2 separate regions of the Gossypium hirsutum genome follow, and region 1 is linked to region 2. The links are chromatin contacts, called in public Hi-C maps. All regions are on one chromosome and are shown on one strand. Each heading gives the region's core, a stretch centred on a gene start, on an enhancer-like site or on the middle of the called end of the contact. The rest is flanking DNA. Distances are from core to core; before and after follow the strand shown. Region 1 holds the start of LOC107945714 (nicotinate phosphoribosyltransferase 2). Region 2 holds the start of LOC107945484 (protein IRX15-LIKE).

What was found. Hi-C and Micro-C count contacts between places; a contact is called where the count stands out from the background.
Region 1: a Hi-C map of leaf shows a contact between it and region 2, with 1.9 times the contacts expected there. The contact joins the promoter of LOC107945714 here to the promoter of LOC107945484 in region 2. A contact is called at or near these places in 6 of 34 Hi-C or Micro-C datasets (all in leaf).

Annotation. Positions count from the first base shown.
Region 1 is chrD12:30,762,249-30,765,591 of Gossypium_hirsutum_v2.1, reverse strand. LOC107945714 (nicotinate phosphoribosyltransferase 2) reads right to left here and starts at 1,648. Exons shown (of 15, transcript XM_016879810.2): 1 at 1,302-1,648; 2 at 765-912; 3 at 525-644; 4 at 271-405; 5 at 128-189. The coding sequence starts at 1,477.
Region 2 is chrD12:30,404,084-30,407,197 of Gossypium_hirsutum_v2.1, reverse strand. It overlaps LOC107945484 (protein IRX15-LIKE), which reads left to right and starts at 1,854. Exons shown (of 1, transcript XM_016879507.2): 1 at 1,854-3,114. The coding sequence starts at 2,219.

The sequences.
Region 1 (3,343 bases), core at 399-2,898, 360 kb before region 2:
TTAGTTAAGAATAAACAAGAATCATAAGCTCTGAATAGCTTCAAGATCAGCAGAGGAAAAACATTAATTTTACTAAAGGAAAACATGAAAGCAGTGCAAAACAGGATACAAATACTCAGCAAACCACCTTGTTGCATCAAAACCTCCAATATAGCAATACTTTGATGCCCCTATAGCTCCATCAGGTCCCTGTGTTTAACATGAGTGGAAATATTTCACAAAGAGAAACCCAGATATTGACACTTCAAACAAGGGGGAAAATTCATTAACCTGAGCCCTTCGAAGCCCAAACTCAAACAACATTTTAGATTGTCCAGCAACAAGTCTATGTCTAGCCGCATTTGTAGTCACTAAGGATGCAAAATTCACAAGGTTCAGAACTGGAGTCTCCAGCAATTGAACCACCTAAAAACAACAAATTCAAATACAGAGAAAAGGCAAGATGTAAAACGAAGGAGCCTAAAACAAATACCAAATTCAAGACAAACTGATGGGACCAAAATATTTAGTTAAAGCGTACTCACAGCGACTGGCCCTTCAAGTCTAAGTAGGGGAACCTTTGGGAAAACAACTGTTCCCTCTGAAATAGCATACACTTCAACATCAGAGCAGTCTATTTCTCTTAAATAATTCAAAAAGCCTTCCTGCCATTTGCAAAGACAATGAATGAGCTAACCACTAAATATACAAGAAAAGGTCGGAAAAGAAATGATCTACAACCAGAATCTCATTACTTGAATCCTCTATAACTTAGTTTGGTTTACCTCACATGAACCAGGCAAGCTTTTATGGATAAAGGAGACCTCTTCCTCAGTTAACTTGAAATTAGCAATGAGCTTTATGCATTCTTCCAAACCAGCAAACACTGTAAATTCACCACCAAACGGGTTCTTTCGGAAATATAGATCGAACCTGAATGCACGTTTTAAATTTTAAATCAAAAGCTCAAACATTCGATCTTTCCAAATGGAAATACTTTGAATTTTTCATTTCCGAAACTAACATGGAATAATTAAAATACCAATAGTTTAAAATTTTGTTTTCTATTATTTAATGCTAAATGAACTAAATACCAACTTGAACATCATCGAATGATAAAGTCAAAAGGAAAATAAGAAAGAAAAGGAAATCTAGCGGAAACAAGAAACTATAACTAACTACCTAACTAATAACAACATAGCAACCATAATCTACATCCAAGCCGATTTTTCATAGTAGCCAAACAAAGCATAGATAAGAAAGCGAGAAAAAAAAGAGATTTTATTCAAAATGAAAAGAAATTGGAAGAGTTGGAAAGTTACACGGCTCGTTCATTGTGTTTGCCGGCTTTCCAATAAGCGTAAGCCATGGTGAACTGATAAAGATCGGTAAGAAGAGGGGTGACCATGGGATTGGTTGGGCCGTCCATGACCCGACCCGCATTTTGACTCGCTCTGGCCTCCATTGTAATAAATAAAATCCTTCCGCCCGCCTGCATTTTATAGTGGTAGAGGAGGAGAGCAAGCGTGTGGCTCACGAGAGCATAAGAAGAAAGAAGTACGAAAGTTGATGAGATGGAAATCGTATTTTGGTTTTTCTTTTTCTGTGAGAAAATTGAGGAAAATAAAAATTAATAAAAAAAACTTTGGAATTGAATTAGATTCCAGCTAAATTGAAAAGGTTTAATATTTTAATTATCTTAAAATAAATAATCAATAATAATAAAATGATTACAAGGAATTCAAAAATAGCGAAAAGTATAGCTGCTTAGTCAGCCTTTAAGAGCGTGACGTGTACAGATTGCCTTTTCTTTGTGGACCTTACAAATCTTCTCCATTTTATTGGAGCTTGGATGATTTGTCTTTTTAAAAAAAAAAAAAAAAAAAACTTTTATTAACTTCGAAATAAGTGAACTTAAATGTCATTGTTAAAAATTTATTTTATCAATTGATATTTTAACATATGATTGGAATTCTAGATTTTCTTTAAAAAAGGTTTTTTATTGTTTTCTTTTTATTTATTTACATGATGTTTTCGCTTTTTCTTTTTATAGTTTCAATTTATGAATTTAATTACAATTTCTTTTTAACTTTAAAGACTTTGGTTCAAATCGTTATAAAAGTATAACTCTATTTTGAATCATATAAATGTAAGAAATTTTTTATTTTATTTCAATGTTTCTATTAGATAAAAATAGAAATGGATAAATATTGATTTTATACATGAATTTTTTATTTAATTCAGCATACCATTAGCACAATTATCAAAATTAAAATTTTATATGACTTTGATGTACGGTTGCACCAATATGTGATTATGGAAGAATTTCCAAGAAAACACAGATTTAGAAATTTGAACACATTTTGGAATTTCCAAGATTGGAGAATTAAAGAAAATATTAAACGTCCATATTCCCTTTTTGACTTTCCTTACCAAGTTCTTTGCCTCATAAAAACGAAATTAAATAATTATAAGTTTAAATTTTGAAATATGAAAGGATAAAATAAAGTTTTATAGGTCATTCACTTATTCCATTCAATTAAATTCAATTAAGTCTCCTATTAACCATTTTTATCTTTCACCACATTCACCATTAAAATCAATTGATTTACTCTTATATTTTCTTATAAAATTTATAAAAATATTAAAAATTATATAAACTTATAAAAAATAAAAAATCATAAAAAATTTATAAATTTTATAAAATTTTATAATAAGTTCTATTAATTTATAAAATATATTTAAAATTTATAAAAAATTAGAAATTATAAAAGAAATCGTTTAAACCCCTAAAATCACAATGACCACATAACATCAAACCAATTGTTGAATAATGGGAATAGTTATCAGATTGTTAGGGTCATTTTCATGTTGAATAAAATGTTCTCGATCTTCCACAAATAAAACGATAATTGTGAGACCTTCTCCTTTTTATTGATAAATTATTTTTTAATTTTATGTTGAGTCAAACCCGAACTATGCAACGAACACGAATGAAAATCGAGGAAATTGGACATGTACAAATATTTACATGGAAAAATCCTTCCGAAGAGGATAAAAAACCACGAGCAAATAAAACTTCACTAAAATGGAAAAAACCGAAAAGGGGAGTATAAGATGGAGAAACAAATAAAGCTTGAACCCGAATACAAAGATTCCCCAAAATTCACACAAACTCTCTCTTAATTTTGTTGTTGTTATTCTAAACTATCTGGAGTTACTAAGAGACCTATTTATAGTTTGAATTTCGTGTACAAATATTACTAAAACATCTATTGAATAATCAGAGTTAGACTGGAAAAATATAGCAGAGTTTAACCAGAAGAAGAAACCTGGTTGAGTAGGGAACACATTGCCACATCGT
Region 2 (3,114 bases), core at 605-3,104:
TCGAATTTGTAAAAAAAAATTTATTGTTTTCTATTATTTTGTTGCCATTTCATTATTATATTGTTATTATTATATTGTTATTATTTGGATATTATATAACTTGTTAAGTTGTACTTATAATAGTGTTATTTAAGTATAAATATTTTTTAATTTATTTTTAATTTGTTGAGAAATATTTATTTTAATATTTTTAATGTATTTGATGTATTATATATTTTAAATTTATTTTTATATAAAAAATAATATAAAATAATTAATACGGGCAGGCCTGGTTGAGCTCGGGTTTTATCTTTTTTATTTGGGCTGGGCTTATCAAACAAGGCTAAAATTTTGTTACAGCCCAACCCGACCCATGTTCACCTCTACTCCCTCCCTCATTTTCTTTCTTCAATAATTAATTTTTTATAATAATGAATAATAGCTTAGAGGTGCTCTGGGCTCAGTCAGGTTTGAGTCAGACTCATATAAGGTATATAAATCAATTTTTTAAGTTCGGGTCCAACTTGGCCTAAAAAATAGGCTTATTTTTTTCAAGCCCAAACTGATTTGAAAACATGTATGGATGGGATGAAATTTATTAAATTCCATTCATCGAAGGTGTGAATTTTCAAGTTTGGAAAATCAATCAACTTGCGATGACTTTTTGGGTAGGATCCAGATATATTTGGGTTGAGATGTCTTATAGGGTTCAAAGATCTATTTCTTAGTTTTGAAATACACTTTCAATCACTTGATTTCAAGTTTAGGAGCTCAAGTTATGACCGTTTTAGTGAAGACTGCGCAAGTAGAATCTCTAGACGAGGTTATTACGGAAATTATGAGTTTCGGGATTTTAATTCGAGTTTAAATCTTATTAGGTTCGATTTTTAGGCTTATGTTTTTATTTGATATGAGTGCAGTATTGTATTTATTAGGTATTATTATTTTATTATTTATTTATTCCGAATTTTGAAGATATTTTTTAAGTATTTTAAGTATGATGAGAGTTTTATGTTTTTTAGTTCAAAATTAATTGTTTAGATTAATTAGATATCTTTTTATGATTTTAAAAAATAATTAACATTATTATATTATAAACTTTTCATCTAGTCAAAAATTAAAATAATAAAAAATATTAGATGCAGTGGTAAGACAGATTATAAGAGAAAATGAAGTTTAAACCTTAAAATAATATTATTGAAAAGATAGTTAGGAATCTTGAATATAAATCATAAAACTAATATGAAAAATACTAAAAAAAATAAAAAAAAATTAAAATTATAGAGCAAGGAATAAAGAAAATGCAGCATGATTTGTTTGTTAACGGCGGAACCAATCCAAAAAAACCCACATAATATTTTTTACAGTTATTATGCAAATATGAAATAATCCGGATGCACTGTAAATGGGAATTTTTGAGTAGGTGAATTGTCAGCTTCAGTGGTAACTAATTAATTAAGAAATGGCATTATATTTAAAAAGGTTACGTGAGAACTAAACCTGAAATTGATCAAAGGCAAAACGACTTTTGGATTGTAATTAGTTATGGGGTCACTCACAATAATAGTTCCCCAATCCACCAACTCCCTTGCCTCCAGCCACCCTGTTTTTCCCCTGCTTTTCATGCCACATCATGTCTTGGATCACCCCCTTTTCACCATAATCATCACTCACGTCAACTAACAATTTTAACATTTATGTTACAATATATTTTTATATAAAACTCGACTAAATAATTAATGAACTTTTATATATATATATCCGAGGTTAATGATAATGTGATTTATTGATAAAATATTGGATTTTCAATTTCAGTAATCAGGAATCAACTGATGGCAATATAAAAACATGCAAGCCCAAGAAAAGTTATAATAACAGACACTTGTTGAATGTATTATTATTATTATTAAGTTTCAACAACCGCACAATGTTTGCATAGAAAGAAAACCAACCAACTTTTTAAAAAATGAGAAAGAAAATACTTAATTTGTTTTCCATGTGGTTTAATTTGGATTCTAGAACATTATTAGGTTGTGTGTAATATCAGTTCATGTTGGCTAATCTCTTACATTGCTTCAACCTTATGTATATCCATCCTTAAATCAAACCCCATTTTTCTCTCAATCTTCTCATCAGAAGACCAAAATCTTCTGATTCATTTCAATAGAAGAGGGGGAAAAAGTGTTAAGAAGTAGAGCACTTGTTCCTTTTTTGTTTTTGACAGAGAATCCAGAATAAAATGAAGACCAGTAACACCAATACTAAGCTAATTCTCCTCCATCCTTATATCCAAAAACAAGGAAGCTCAAACAGATTATGGCTTCTTGCTTTTGTCTCCTTCTTCACCATAGCTTTCCTTCTAACTCTTATATACACCAGAGAGTCGATTTCTACTATAACTACTGCCCCAAGCACAACTGTCACCGGCCCTGCAGGCTCCGCCATTGGTGGTCCGCCGTTGCCAACCACCGTGGTCAACACCCTCCTCCACTATTCTTCAAAATCCAACGATAGTTACCACATGACATACTCAGAGCTCAAGCCAATCTCCGATGTGCTGAGGAAATGTTCTTCCCCTTGCAACTTCCTTGTTTTCGGTCTAACACAAGAAACCCTTCTCTGGAAGTCCTTGAACCACAACGGACGCACAGTTTTCATCGACGAAAACCGGTATTACGCCGCTTATTACGAAGAGTTACATCCCGAAATCGATGCCTACGATGTACAATACACGACCAAGATTAGTGAAACCAGGGAGCTAATAACATCGGCTAAAGAACAGATTCGGAACGAGTGCAGGCCGGTCCAAAACCTGTTGTTCTCAGAGTGCAAGCTTGGGATCAATGATTTGCCGAACCATGTTTACGAAGTGGATTGGGATTTAATATTGATTGATGGACCAAGAGGTGATGGACCCGACGGACCTGGAAGAATGCAACCCATCTTCACTTCGGGGGTGCTAGCGAGAAGCAAAAAAGGGGGCAATCCAAAGACTCACATATTCGTTCATGATTATTACAGAGATGTGGAGAAGATGTCTGGGGATGAGTTTTTGTGCAAGGAAAACCTGGTGGAATACAATGACACGCTTGCACATTTCGTGGTTGAAAGAATGGAGGAAAACAGCTTTCAGTA